4 separate regions of the Gossypium hirsutum genome follow, and all the other regions are linked to region 4. Evidence: chromatin contacts called from public Hi-C data. All regions are on one chromosome and are shown on one strand. Each heading gives the region's core, a stretch centred on a gene start, on an enhancer-like site or on the middle of the called end of the contact. The rest is flanking DNA. Distances are from core to core; before and after follow the strand shown. Region 1 has its middle 24 kb from the start of LOC107951365. Region 2 holds the start of LOC107893550 (aspartic proteinase NANA, chloroplast). Region 3 holds the start of LOC107951365. Region 4 holds the start of LOC107951363.

The links. A called contact is a pair of places that touch in the nucleus more often than the background predicts.
Region 1: a Hi-C map of leaf shows a contact between it and region 4, with 3 times the contacts expected there. The contact joins the enhancer-like site here to the promoter of LOC107951363 in region 4. A contact is called at or near these places in 2 of 34 Hi-C or Micro-C datasets (callus and leaf).
Region 2: a contact with region 4 is called in a Hi-C map of leaf, with 2.8 times the contacts expected there. The contact joins the promoter of LOC107893550 here to the promoter of LOC107951363 in region 4. A contact is called at or near these places in 5 of 34 Hi-C or Micro-C datasets (leaf and petal).
Region 3: a contact with region 4 is called in a Hi-C map of hypocotyl, with 5 times the contacts expected there. The contact joins the promoter of LOC107951365 here to the promoter of LOC107951363 in region 4. A contact is called at or near these places in 13 of 34 Hi-C or Micro-C datasets (anther, hypocotyl, leaf and 2 more).

Annotation. Positions count from the first base shown.
Region 1 is chrA13:91,240,164-91,243,275 of Gossypium_hirsutum_v2.1, reverse strand. No RefSeq gene overlaps it. Among protein-coding and RNA genes, the nearest start is that of LOC107951365, 24 kb to the left of the region's middle. Within about 2 kb of position 1,660, at least 1 of the 9 cell types and tissues checked has an H3K27ac peak or open chromatin away from gene starts, as enhancers often do. A contact at or near this core is called in leaf, where this site is marked.
Region 2 is chrA13:90,943,770-90,946,716 of Gossypium_hirsutum_v2.1, reverse strand. LOC107893550 (aspartic proteinase NANA, chloroplast) reads right to left here and starts at 1,469. Exons shown (of 2, transcript XM_016818582.2): 1 at 589-1,469. The coding sequence starts at 1,184.
Region 3 is chrA13:91,264,659-91,267,658 of Gossypium_hirsutum_v2.1, reverse strand. LOC107951365 reads right to left here and starts at 1,492. Exons shown (of 4, transcript XM_041085206.1): 1 at 1,032-1,492; 2 at 1-270. The coding sequence starts at 61.
Region 4 is chrA13:91,092,578-91,095,596 of Gossypium_hirsutum_v2.1, reverse strand. It overlaps LOC107951363, which reads right to left and starts at 1,665. Exons shown (of 5, transcript XM_016886382.2): 1 at 1,516-1,665; 2 at 1-1,304. The coding sequence starts at 1,284.

The sequences.
Region 1 (3,112 bases), core at 411-2,910, 150 kb before region 4:
AATTAGATTAAATTGTGAGTAAAATTAAATTTAAACACATGAATACATCATATTAAATTATAGTATAGATATACAACTAAAGAAGGTAATAAATTATGCATATTACAATTAAAACGTATGTCAAAGTCAAATGAAGCTTTGCTTGAGTACTAAATTTAAGGTTTTACTAATCTAATTAGTGTGGATTCGAATCCGACCATATGTATATTTTTATTGGGTTTTTTAAATAAAAAGACTAAAATACCCTCACATAATATAATTTATTTTAATTAAGGAATGATATTTCGGTAATTTCCCTAGCTGAGTTGATGCATGGTTAACTTGTGAAACCAACTCAGTTAGAGACTTAAATAATAGTATAGATGGAATTTAGGAAAAAAATTGATATTGAGGGAGTCTCATGTCTTCTCTCTGTGAAATAATTGTTATTGGTTCTAGAGAATTCTCGACGGAAGGCTTGATCCCTGACAAGATTTATTTTAGAGATAAAGATGGAAATAGAGGTAACGATATGGTGATGGATCTGAGTGTTGAACAGATAAGCTCTTGGAAAGACAAGCTAGTAAGCCAATCTTCCAAATTCAATAGGAATGGATTAGAGGAGAAAGAGGATTTTGATTTATTGGAAGGAGATATCCAAAAGTCTATAGTGAATGGTATCCTTTACATTGAGTTTTTAGATAAGATCCATCAAATCCTTATTAGAGATATGAAAAACACAATGATCTTGAAACTTTTAGGGCGTAATATTGGTTATTCAATCCTGCAGAATAAATTCTATAGCTTATGAAAGCTCTCATCACCATTCCATTTGATGGACACAGAAAATGGATATTTTCTAGTCAAATTCCAGAATAAGCTTGATTGTGAGAAGGTCTTTTCTAGGGGTCCCTGGATTGTGTTTGGCCAATACTTGACAGTACAACCATGGACCACCTTCTTCAGTCCAATACAAAATTTTTCGAAGGTAGTAATCTCATGGATCAGGCTTCCAGGTTTGACAGGATACTTGTATAAATGAAAGATTTTGTGGGAAATAGAAGGACTGATTGAGAAGGTACCAAATTGCATATGAAAACTGATAACAGAGTAAGAGGCTGTTTTATCTGGATAGCGGTCTATATCAACTTGGAGAGGCCTCTGGTTTCTAAAATTTTAATTAATGGCAAAGTTAAAAAATTTGAATATGAATTTTTTCTGATGGTTTACTTTTAGTGTAGAAGAAATGAACATGTTAAAGAAATGTGCACCTTCAAGGCAGATGAACACAATACCGGAGATGAATCACTGCTGATTGGTTTATCACCAAAAAACCAAAATTTAGCTATCAACAACATGTTGGAGAACAGAAAAACTTACGGGTCATGGATGTTAGTGGAAAAGAAATCTAGGTGAAAGGCTAGGGATCCCCTGCAGTTGAATGCTAAAAATCTAGCGAAGAACAAGGGAATGTTTAAGTTTAAAGTATTGATGGAGTTGGAACTAAATGCTAGGGTTTTTTTTTGGTTATCAAACCGAGGTGATTGACAATCGACGTAATAAAAGGAAAGGAATAATGAATGGGGACCATCAAAAAAGAAACCTTAAGGCAAAGCAACGGTCATCCGGTAAGTAAATTAGTGGACAAAGGTTCACCTAATAAATTGGGTTTTAAAAATATTGCTGGCCTGGTAAGATCAAATGGAGCTGCTAGTGGGTTGCCTGTTGGGCTTGGTGCAACTAGTACGTTGGCTAATGATAATCATTTAGGAAATGGCGAGTCTAGGAAGAATATAAAAGAAGCTAATGAGCGGTTGAATCTTAATGGCTCACTTGAAGGTATGCCATTTTCTAAGGTGAACAAGGTTATAGAAGGACTTGGAAGATAGTAGACACCCAAAGCTACTATCATCAAATAGTATCTGATAAAGAATGATGAGTCTGTTGATTCAGAATTTGAGCCATTTAATGGCAACGATGGGGATTCTTTGGAATCTAATTTTGCTCCATGCTCAACAATGGAAGGAATGATAGGTATTGCGTCAGAGGTGATGGTCGGCAACCTTGACCCCAAAAAACACACGGCTGTGATTTTTAAGGTGAAAAAAGATTAAAAATATGATTCAACGATGAGGGGAATAATGGAATAATTGTGTTGAAGGCAGTGGTTTGCTAATCTGGAAAAGAGAATGGTGATAATCTTAGAGGTGGGAAAATAACAAAAAAACTTAATAAAATCAATCATGGCTGATATAATAGATTCAAAAACTTGGGTAACTTCACGCGTTCCGTTGTGAGAGACCATGAACTACTTGACTGAGATTATTTTGACTAATAACAGAGGGGAAATCAACTTAGGTGATTTTGTTAGGTTAGAGGAGCATCTGGCTAGAATTGATCCTCATGGATAGTAAGACTGTATCATTCTCTTTTTAATTTTTTTAATGTTTAATTTTTTATGGATTTAAAATTAAAATTGTTTTCATGGAACTGCCAAGGGTGCGCTAACAGTAAATTTCTTTGAGTTTTTCCTGAATATAATGTATAATTTAATCCAGATATAGGATGTTTGTGGAACAGAGAATAAGTAGTAAAAAATAAAATTATGTTATTGGTAAATTAGGGTCTAATTTTCTGACCGTATTGAAGCTGTTGGCTTTTCAGAAGGCATCTGGGTGGTTTGGAAAGATTCTATTAAGATTCAGATTATCCACAATCATCCTTAGTTCATTCTCCTTCATGCTGATGATATTTTTTCTACTAATTCCATTTTTATCTTATTTGTTTATAGTAATCCTGATACGAAGAAACGAAGACTACTTTGGGATGGTTTGAAATTTGTGTTACTGTATATTTTCTCTCCTTGGTTAATAATAGGTGACTTCAATACTATTCTTTCACTTGATGGTAAAAAAGTTACTGTGCGACCGAAAAGAGATACAAATTTTTTTTGGAAATTTTGTTGATTCTTATGATTTGCAGGATCTAGGATACATTGGTCCTTCATTTACTTGACAAGGAGAAGGTACATTTAAAATACTAGATTGGGTATTGGCTAATAATGCTTAGGTGACAACTTTCCTTCAATGTTTAGTTTCTCACCTTTTTTGCATGAAATTTTATCATAGACCCA
Region 2 (2,947 bases), core at 220-2,719, 150 kb after region 4:
AAAATATTGGGTCATGTGAACCTTACCTACTAATAATAACTACCACTAATATCTTTGTGTTGGATGTAGTTAAGATAGCAATATGGGGTATTGTATCTGCACTACCCAGCCTCATCTGGTAACTATGGCTGACACCATTTATTCTCCGATTTACAAATCTTTATTTTTGTGTAATAGATATATAATTCAACTAAAAACGTGCTGCAAATCATAATTTCTGAATCAATATTTACTATATGGACAAGTAGTGAATTTAAAAGCCAACTCTGGGGCTTCAATTGTCTGGAGGTTGGTTTAGTGCATTTAAAGCCAAACTACAAAAGAAGCAATTGACATAAATATCAGTGAGCCTTAGCAGCTATCCCAACAGCATTTACCTCCCAAGCAGCTCTAACTTTAATGCCCAATTTTAGGGTTAGGTTATTTAACTCAACTCCACCTATTGTGGAGATACGTGTCTTGGACATTGGGCGGAAATAAACAAAATCATAAGCAGAGGAGAGGTGAGGTCAATTATTTACCAACAATGTGTCGTAACTCCATTTAGAAGTTGTGTCCAAATCTAAATACTAAATCTAATATACGTACCTGTAATCATAGGCGCAAGGCGTAATTGGAGTAGGGCATGTTGTGAGAGAGAAGAGATTCATGAGCTCAACTTTACACATCTCTGAAAAGCAAGGAACTGGGCTAAAGGATGAAGATAATGGAGCATGGAACACCCTCTTTCGGTTTATCCTCCCTTTGCTGGTACAACTACGATCCCCTCTCGAACATCGGTATCGACACCGGATCCACGTCAAATCACTTCCCGTGTCGACTATCAACCAGAACTTCTGCGACGGTGTCCCCACTTTGAACGACGTAATGTATTGGCCTATCCCGAAATCTCTACCCGAGGCAAGCGGCATTTTAATGGATGCAGTGAGTGGATCCTCTTCTTTGGCTCGTCTTCGGTGGGACATGATACCGTGGCGGATAATGTCATGGTAGAGAAGGTCGACCAGGCGTTGGTGCTGAGTTATAGGATTGTTGTTGGTGAACTGAGGAGCATGCCTATGTATTAACTCTAATGTGATGGAGTTGGAATCGTGTTGATGCTGCATTTGATCAACATGTTGTTGAGCTACAACCATGGAAACCAACACCATGAATGGAACTAAAATAATGAGCTTCACCTTCATAACTAGTATACTCTCACTCTGAACAAATTAAACAAAAGGGAAGATCCAGACCAGACAGGAAGAAAGAAAGACAGAGAAAGGGAAATGAAAGTAGGAAAAAAATGCTTATTTTGGTTGCAATCTATATATACCCCTTTGCTTTAAATCTGCCATCAATTAGGATTTTTGATTAGGTTGTGCTTGCTTCTTGTAATAAATAACATACACACATATCTATATATATATATATTTATAGATTGTTGCTTCAAGTCTTCAACCACACAGACATCCCTTCCCACTTCTCTCATCTTTCTTTTGTTTTTTTCCTTTTTAATTAATTATTATACAAATGATTGCTTTAATTATGGTTTTATAAAAACCAGATAAATTTAATTTAATTATTTTATTAACAAATTAATTCAATTGATAATATTTATTAATTTTAGATACCTATAGATTATTGAAGTATTTGTATTGGATTGCTAATTTACATGTCAATTATAGGTTTAATACTGTTATTCAATTTTATTAATAAATATGAAGAAGGATTTTTCGAGTTAAAGTCAAAATTATTTATAAAAATAGTAAATAATTTCCTCTACCTGTGTCGAGTAGGGTTATGTGTTCCTTCTCTCTTATTGGTTGGATTCCAAATGGCTGCCCCAAAATTCAACTCTCATATATTTTGTGTTTGACCTCAAAGAGCAAAAACTATCAAAGGGATGGAATCTAAAATTAAAACCCAATTATTGTGTATTATTGTGTATACATATTACATAGGATGTTGAATTTGGCATTTTATTAATCAACTCTGAAATGTGAAATAAACAAATAAATAAAAAGAGTAAAAAGTCAGTAACGCGGTGGCTGCCTGCTCTTTTATTAATTCGTGTCAAATTATTAGGGTAACTAAAATAATAGGACTACTTTTTTAATCAACTAATATTAGTGTCAAGCAACTCAAGCTGCTGCTTTCATTTCAATTTTCAGAATTAAATAAAATCCACAATGATATCATCTAAATGTTCCTCTACTTTTGTCTACAACTCTAAATCCTTCTATTTTTATTTATGTGTCTTTAATTTACCATCTCATTATATTTTTTAAAAACAAATTACATCATTTGTGACATCAATAGTTATCTTTAGGGATGAATTTTGTAGCAAATTTTTTTTTGAGTTATTTAGTCTTATTTTATCATTCTAATTTGATTTGATTTTTTTCAAATCGAGTCCAGTCAAGTTGATTCGAGTAAAATTATTCGAGTTAAACTAAAAGATAAACATGTCAAATTAAAATCTTGTAACAATATAAATATTTCTTGTTAAAGCCCATAAATTTAAATATAATTTGAGAACTCTTTGAAACCAAAATAAAGGAAAATAATACGATAAACTTGAATTGATAATTTACTTGTTTAAGTCTCAAAATTATTATTTTTATTTTTTCTTTAAATTTAGAATTTTTAATTTTATATATTTAAAAAATCTTATGAAATTTTCAATTTTTTAAAATATTTAAACTTTTAAAATTATTTTGAATTTTTCAGTATTTTTTGTTAGAGAAATTAATTTGCTCATTTTCGAAATTAACAGGGACTAAAAGATTATTTACACCAATAAAAAATTGTTCGAATTATTCGAGTTAATTTAATTGTAAAATTAACTCGACTTGAACTCAAGAAACTGAATTACTTAAACTTAAAAAAAAAAAATTAAATAACTCAAAATTCGAAAAAGAATTTTAATTTATTCAAGCCGATTTTAATGCATCTATAACAAATC
Region 3 (3,000 bases), core at 243-2,742, 170 kb before region 4:
GCTGTACTATAACTTGGCAGGGACATGGGGGATCTGGTGGAGGGTTTTCAATGGATAACATCTGATGAAAAGCTTCTCTCTTCTTGTGCTGTTTTGACAACAGTCACAAGCCACACTTATACTGCTTCTTTCTCCAGCAGTAGAGCCCCTTATCTTCAGCATAACAACACTTCACCCCCTCTGATCTCTTCCCTCTTGGACTGTATCCTATTTCTTTCTAGTTGTATCCCTGATAACCTCAAAACCTCATTATCTTCATTCATTTATAGCCTGCAATAAAAGAGAAGCCAAGAAGATGATGAAGACAAGGCAATGAAAGAACGTTATTTTATGTGAAAGGGATGGAGTGTAGTTGAAGCATGTGCGTTTTGGTTCATCAAGGAAACCAAAGAACATAACCCGCAAGTAAAGATGTTGCTCAACCAAAGCCTAAAGTGTCCATGGGAAGCGTTATTTTATGTGAGCGAACCCAGAGAATAGCAAAGTACTCCTCTTTCAGACTTTGTGCCAACACCATCCACTACCAAACTCTCAACAAATGATCAAATCCCATAAAAAGAAAAGGGTTAACCATAATTAATCACATAATAAAGGCAAGAGTTATACATATAAATGGGAAATTTTGAAGCTGAGAACGAGCCAACCAAGCTTCATGAAACCGATATATGTAGTCAAGAGTTGAGAGAAATCAAAGAAAAGGAAAAACCCAAATCTGAAATATATAGTAGAACAGATCCCAGAAAGGAAATCTAGTATATACATCCCATGGACTAGATTCTCCTTCTTCTTCACCTTGGGGTTCAGAAAAAGCGAGAAAGGAACTCAGAAGCTGAGGGGGAAAAAAAGAGGAGACGGTGAAATCATATGTACATATATTTAGTAAGTGAATTAGTTTTTGAAGGAAAGTTGATGAGTGAAAAAAAAGAAAGGAAGCAGGAAAAGAAAGATGGGTGGGTTTGGTTTGGTTTGAAACAAGATCAGGCAGAATAGATGTAGAAGAACAGAAGAGAAGATTAGAGCATAGAAGTTACCTTTGAGAATTTGATTGAAGTGAGGCTGTAGTTTTGGGGAGGAGAGTTTTTGTTTGGGAAGAAAGAAAGAGAGATGAGAAAGTGAAGGAAAGATCAGAGCCACCCACTCACACATCAAAAGGGGCATCAGGTTCCCCTTCTTTTCTTTCCACTCCCACCCTTAAATTAAAATTAAATATTAAAAAAAAAAAAAAGCAAACAAAGTCTGCAGTAGCATTCCATTCTATTCAAACAGTAACACTATAAAAAAACAAAGAGGAGGGAGAGAGATTTTTTTTAAAAATACATTTATTTCAAAAAGAAAATCTAATGGTAAACAAACCCAACCCTTCATTTTTCCCCTTGTGTTTATTATATATTTATTGTAGATATTTTGTTTTTGGTTTATCAATAATAATACTTTCCCATTTCCGTGGTTGAAATGTGGGTTTTAAATTCAATCACTTAAATATTTTTGTGCTTCTGCAAATTCCAAACACAAGAGTTTGATAGATTATTAGATTAGAAAGTCGTCGAAAATCGAAACCCATGTTGCCCCTCTCCCACTAGCCGACAAAATTCCCCTGTTTTTGTCTTTACAATCACCATTATTAATTAAAAATACATGATATGGATGATTCACCATCCATTTCCTGTATCCATCCTTTCCACCCTTTAAATAAAATATCAAAATTTTCACCGTTTTTCATGATTTTGGAGGGTAGGATTGGTGTTTAACTGTTAAGGGGAAAACGATAACTTTTAAATCATCATTGATTCATTTGAATTTTGTAGTTTTTTTTAAAGATAATGATAAATTTTATTTTATGGAGACGTTGTATTAATAGTATAGCTTTTTCCTTTTCTTTATTTTTTTCCCTAAAAAATTGCAAGCCAATAATAAAGTTGAAAGCAGTACAGTACAGTACTATGCTATGTAGTATTAATCTTTTAGTAAAATTTACTAACAGTGAGGCTTTTTTTTACTTTTGAAACCTAAAGCTCTCTATGATTTAGGGTTTCTTTTTTGGCGAAAATTAAATTTACAGAAAATGTTTGTACTTCTTTTCATATTGCTTTGTCAAAATAATTTAATCAAATTAGCTCTTTTCAAGTATCAATTATAAAAATTTTTGCTCAAAAACAAGAATAACTTTAAATTAGCCAAATATGCTGAATTTTTTAATTGATTAAATAGGGTACTTTTTAAAAATTTAGGGAAATAAATAAATTTTGGAGAGTTTCCTCAACCTCTCGTTTTTTAAGGTTAGGGTTTAGTATTTAGAGTTTTAGAAGTGAAACTGTAAAAGTTTATAGGTAGATTTGAGGGGTTGGGGTGCGATAATGTGTCTTAGAACACATACATTTCATATGTCATGCCAGGATAAGACCATTACCTTAGAAACCCATCCTATGAAAGTCAAGTTTCAAGGTGACAGTACTTGATACAGTCATGGGTCAAAGTCTAAGTAAATGTCCCAATCGACAGCTATTATGCAGTCACAGGTTCGAGTATAATCGAAGGCTAGTTGATAGTCGTTATGCAGTCACGGGTTCAAGCATTTTGGATAACCGAAAATGATACCTTATATATATACCATACATAATATTGATGTCATATTTATAGGGAAAAATAAAGGGCTTTCGGTGTAATCAACGTAATTATTTTATCTATTTCCAAGCAACCGATATATTTAACCTTTCATTCTTATCCGAATGTTGACACCCAGGTGGGGACAAGAGAGCTCTCAAGAGGAAAGTGGATGTTTTAGTGAAAGTAGAGGTCAAACTTGGGTCAGCACAATAGAAGTTGTAGTTATTAATGGGTTGTTTAATAACGATAATCGTTGTCTCCTCGAAAGGAGCATCACCTTTACTCCACCGAAATAGCCTCTCCCTGCCTCATAGTCCTACATCCACAGCAGTGCTGACCTTCAGATAAGAAGGAAGGTTAAAGATACCGGTTATGTGGAAATGAAGAAAAGAATTA
Region 4 (3,019 bases), core at 416-2,915:
TAGGACTCTATCTGGGAAAGACTGAGACCTTGTACACTTACCCTGATCAACACCATACATGTGATCCAAGCCAAAAGAATGAACTGACAAGTCTTTCGAAAGTTCAGAATCAGGTTTCGAATCCTGAGTTTTATTTAATAGCAGATCACCAGAGGAACCTCCCAGAGAGTTGTCTTCAAGCAATGCTTGAGGAACATTTGGAGATTCAAAATCAGAAACACCTTCCTGCCCAATGGTTGAAACTGAGTCCGGTTTTAAGTTCTTCAATGTCAAGGAAGAACGTGTTTTAGTAGGCACCTTAGCAAATTTGCAGAGGGCCAGTAAATCTGCACCAGTCTTCCCCGAGACATCATCCTCTGTAGAAGAATGCTTGAAAGATGAATCATTCAAGATACCCTCCTCTTCAGTTTCAACATTATCATTGCCGCCATCCTTCAGTTCTACAGCCTCAGCTCTAAAATCCATTGATTCATCCGATCTCTTCTGGAGTTCTCCATCAGTTTCAGACTTTAGATCTTTCTCGGCACCAGAAGAACTTGCCATTAAGCTCAATTCATCCTCTAGATTGTACTTAACATCAAAGTTATCTAATTCTTCACCTTTAGGAGCAAACTCGTTCGAAACAGACTTCTGCAATCCATTACCAACATCTTTACCAGCCTGTGGCTCTTCATGATGTCCAGAAACATTATCATCATCAATCTCCAAGTCAGGAGAACCCCGAATCCGATCAGACCATGACCCACTTCCCCCATATTCTCGACCCCGGTAAGATCCCTCTTTCCTCCTTCCTTTAGAAAGATTTTTAGACCATGTGGAGTTATTATCATCAAGGTACTTCCTCCTGCCTGGACCCAAATCAGAATTAGCATTTCTAAGACGAGCAAGTGCCGATGTTCGGCCATCATAGGGAACGTGCAAGTTATCACCCTCTTGTGACCTATAGTCTTGATAATCCCCCATTTGCTTCTTCAACCTACCGTTCTGCCATTTAGCAGGTAGCACAGTTGGGGGCAATAACCCCTGAGAGACCAAATATTCCGCCGCAAGACGGCCAGCTTCCATAAATATGTCAGTGCCTTCGCGTGCTGGGAGCGGATGCGGTTGAAACGATTTCGGGTGGCTTTGACCACGCCCAAAACCACGCTTGAAGTTGCGGTACTCTAAATTGTAAAACCCATGGCCTCTACCCGATGTTTCAGGGGATATCCGGGAGGCGGAAACCCCCATCGCCATAGAATTAGATCTATAGTCATTCCCAGCGGTTCTATGTCTAGCATGCATGTTTGAAGCAGACCAAGTATCTGCACAACGCAGTATCGAAAATGAAGGAAAACCCAAGAAATAAACAAGAGATAATATCTGTGTATTTACTCTATCACTTCCAATTTAGAGCTGAAGATGTAAAACAAAACAGAGACATATCGGGAGGTGAAATTAAGGGTAGAAGTAGCAATAAGTTGGGGAATCCACGAAATGAAATATATGATTGATAGTGAAAAATCAAAATCAAACCTTCTTTTGTTTGTTTGTTTGGTTTTTTTTTTTTATTGAATTTGGATGATGCGTGCTTGGATGAAGAAGAATATCATCTGCTTTAATTTTTAGGGTTCCAGATCCAACAAGGAAAAATGAAAATCCCTAATTAATTTCATTTAATTTAACTACTATTTCTTTCATTTATTTATTAATAAAAAGAAGAAAGCAGGATATTTTAGTTTTTGATCATTTTTGCTTTTACCTTTGTTTGTTTTGTAAATTTTCTAGGTTAAATTGTGCTATTAGTCCTTGTACTTTGTTAAAATTGTGGATTTTTTCTTTATACTTTAATTTAATTATTTTTAGCCCCTATATTTTTCAAACTTCAAATTTTCAGTCCTTACCAAATAAATAAGTATTAAATTTATTAAGTTCTATTATTTTTAAAATCTAATGCGCCAAACATGTTATAATATATATAATGACATGTTAGTATATTACTTCCACATATCACTCACTAAAATTTCAATTAATAAATCAAAGACTATCATTTATGTCAAGACTAAAATATCAAATTTTGAAAAATATAGGGATTTAAAATAATTCAATTAGAGTATATGAACTAAATTTACAACTGTATTCATAATCTATAACTAGTAATTGAATTTAACCAAGCGAATTTAAAGCTACTATTTTGATCAGGACTAAAATTTAAATTTTAAAAAAGTTACATGAATTAAAATTGACCAATTCAAAAATATAGAGATTAAAATTGATCAAATTAGAGTATAAAGACTAATTACATAACTTTCATAAAGTATAGGGGCTAATAACAAAGTTAAACTTTTTTTTAAATAAAATCATGCTTTGGGTTTTGGTTTTGGTTTCAGATTCGGTGTGTGCATGTCTTGTATTGTTGGTAGGGAATCACACGTCAGTGCTTGTGTATGGTTAGCACGCGCCTGGACCACAAAGAACTTACCAGTGAAGCCATGTAAAGTGATCGGTTTTGATCGGACAATGATTCTCACGATATGTTTTGTTTTGTTTTCTTAAAACCGCATTTTCTTCGAAATATTTTAGAAAAAGACTTTCTTCTTTATCTTTATCTAATATTTCCTTTTCCTTTGTAAAACCTTAAAAATTTTAATTTTGAATTTATTTTGAGTGCCATCAAATTAAATTTTATTTTATTTTTTAATTCAAATAAATAGTAAATAATTATAATTTATTTCAATACAGTCGTACATTAATTTTGAGATAAATATATGATTTTATTTTTACTTAAAATAAATAAGTTAATAAAATAAAGTAATTTATGTGCTTGTTAATCTAATAAATATCATTAAAAATTAAAATTGAAAAAGAAATTGTATTTTAATTTCATCAGAGTATTTTATTTTAATAACTCAATCTGACAATATAATTTTTTTAATAATTTTATTTAATATTTTTTATGTATATAACAAAGATTGTAATTTTATTTCCTAGATCGTAGGGAAGGTAAGAAAGCCGCCATAGGAAAGTGATATTCTAAATA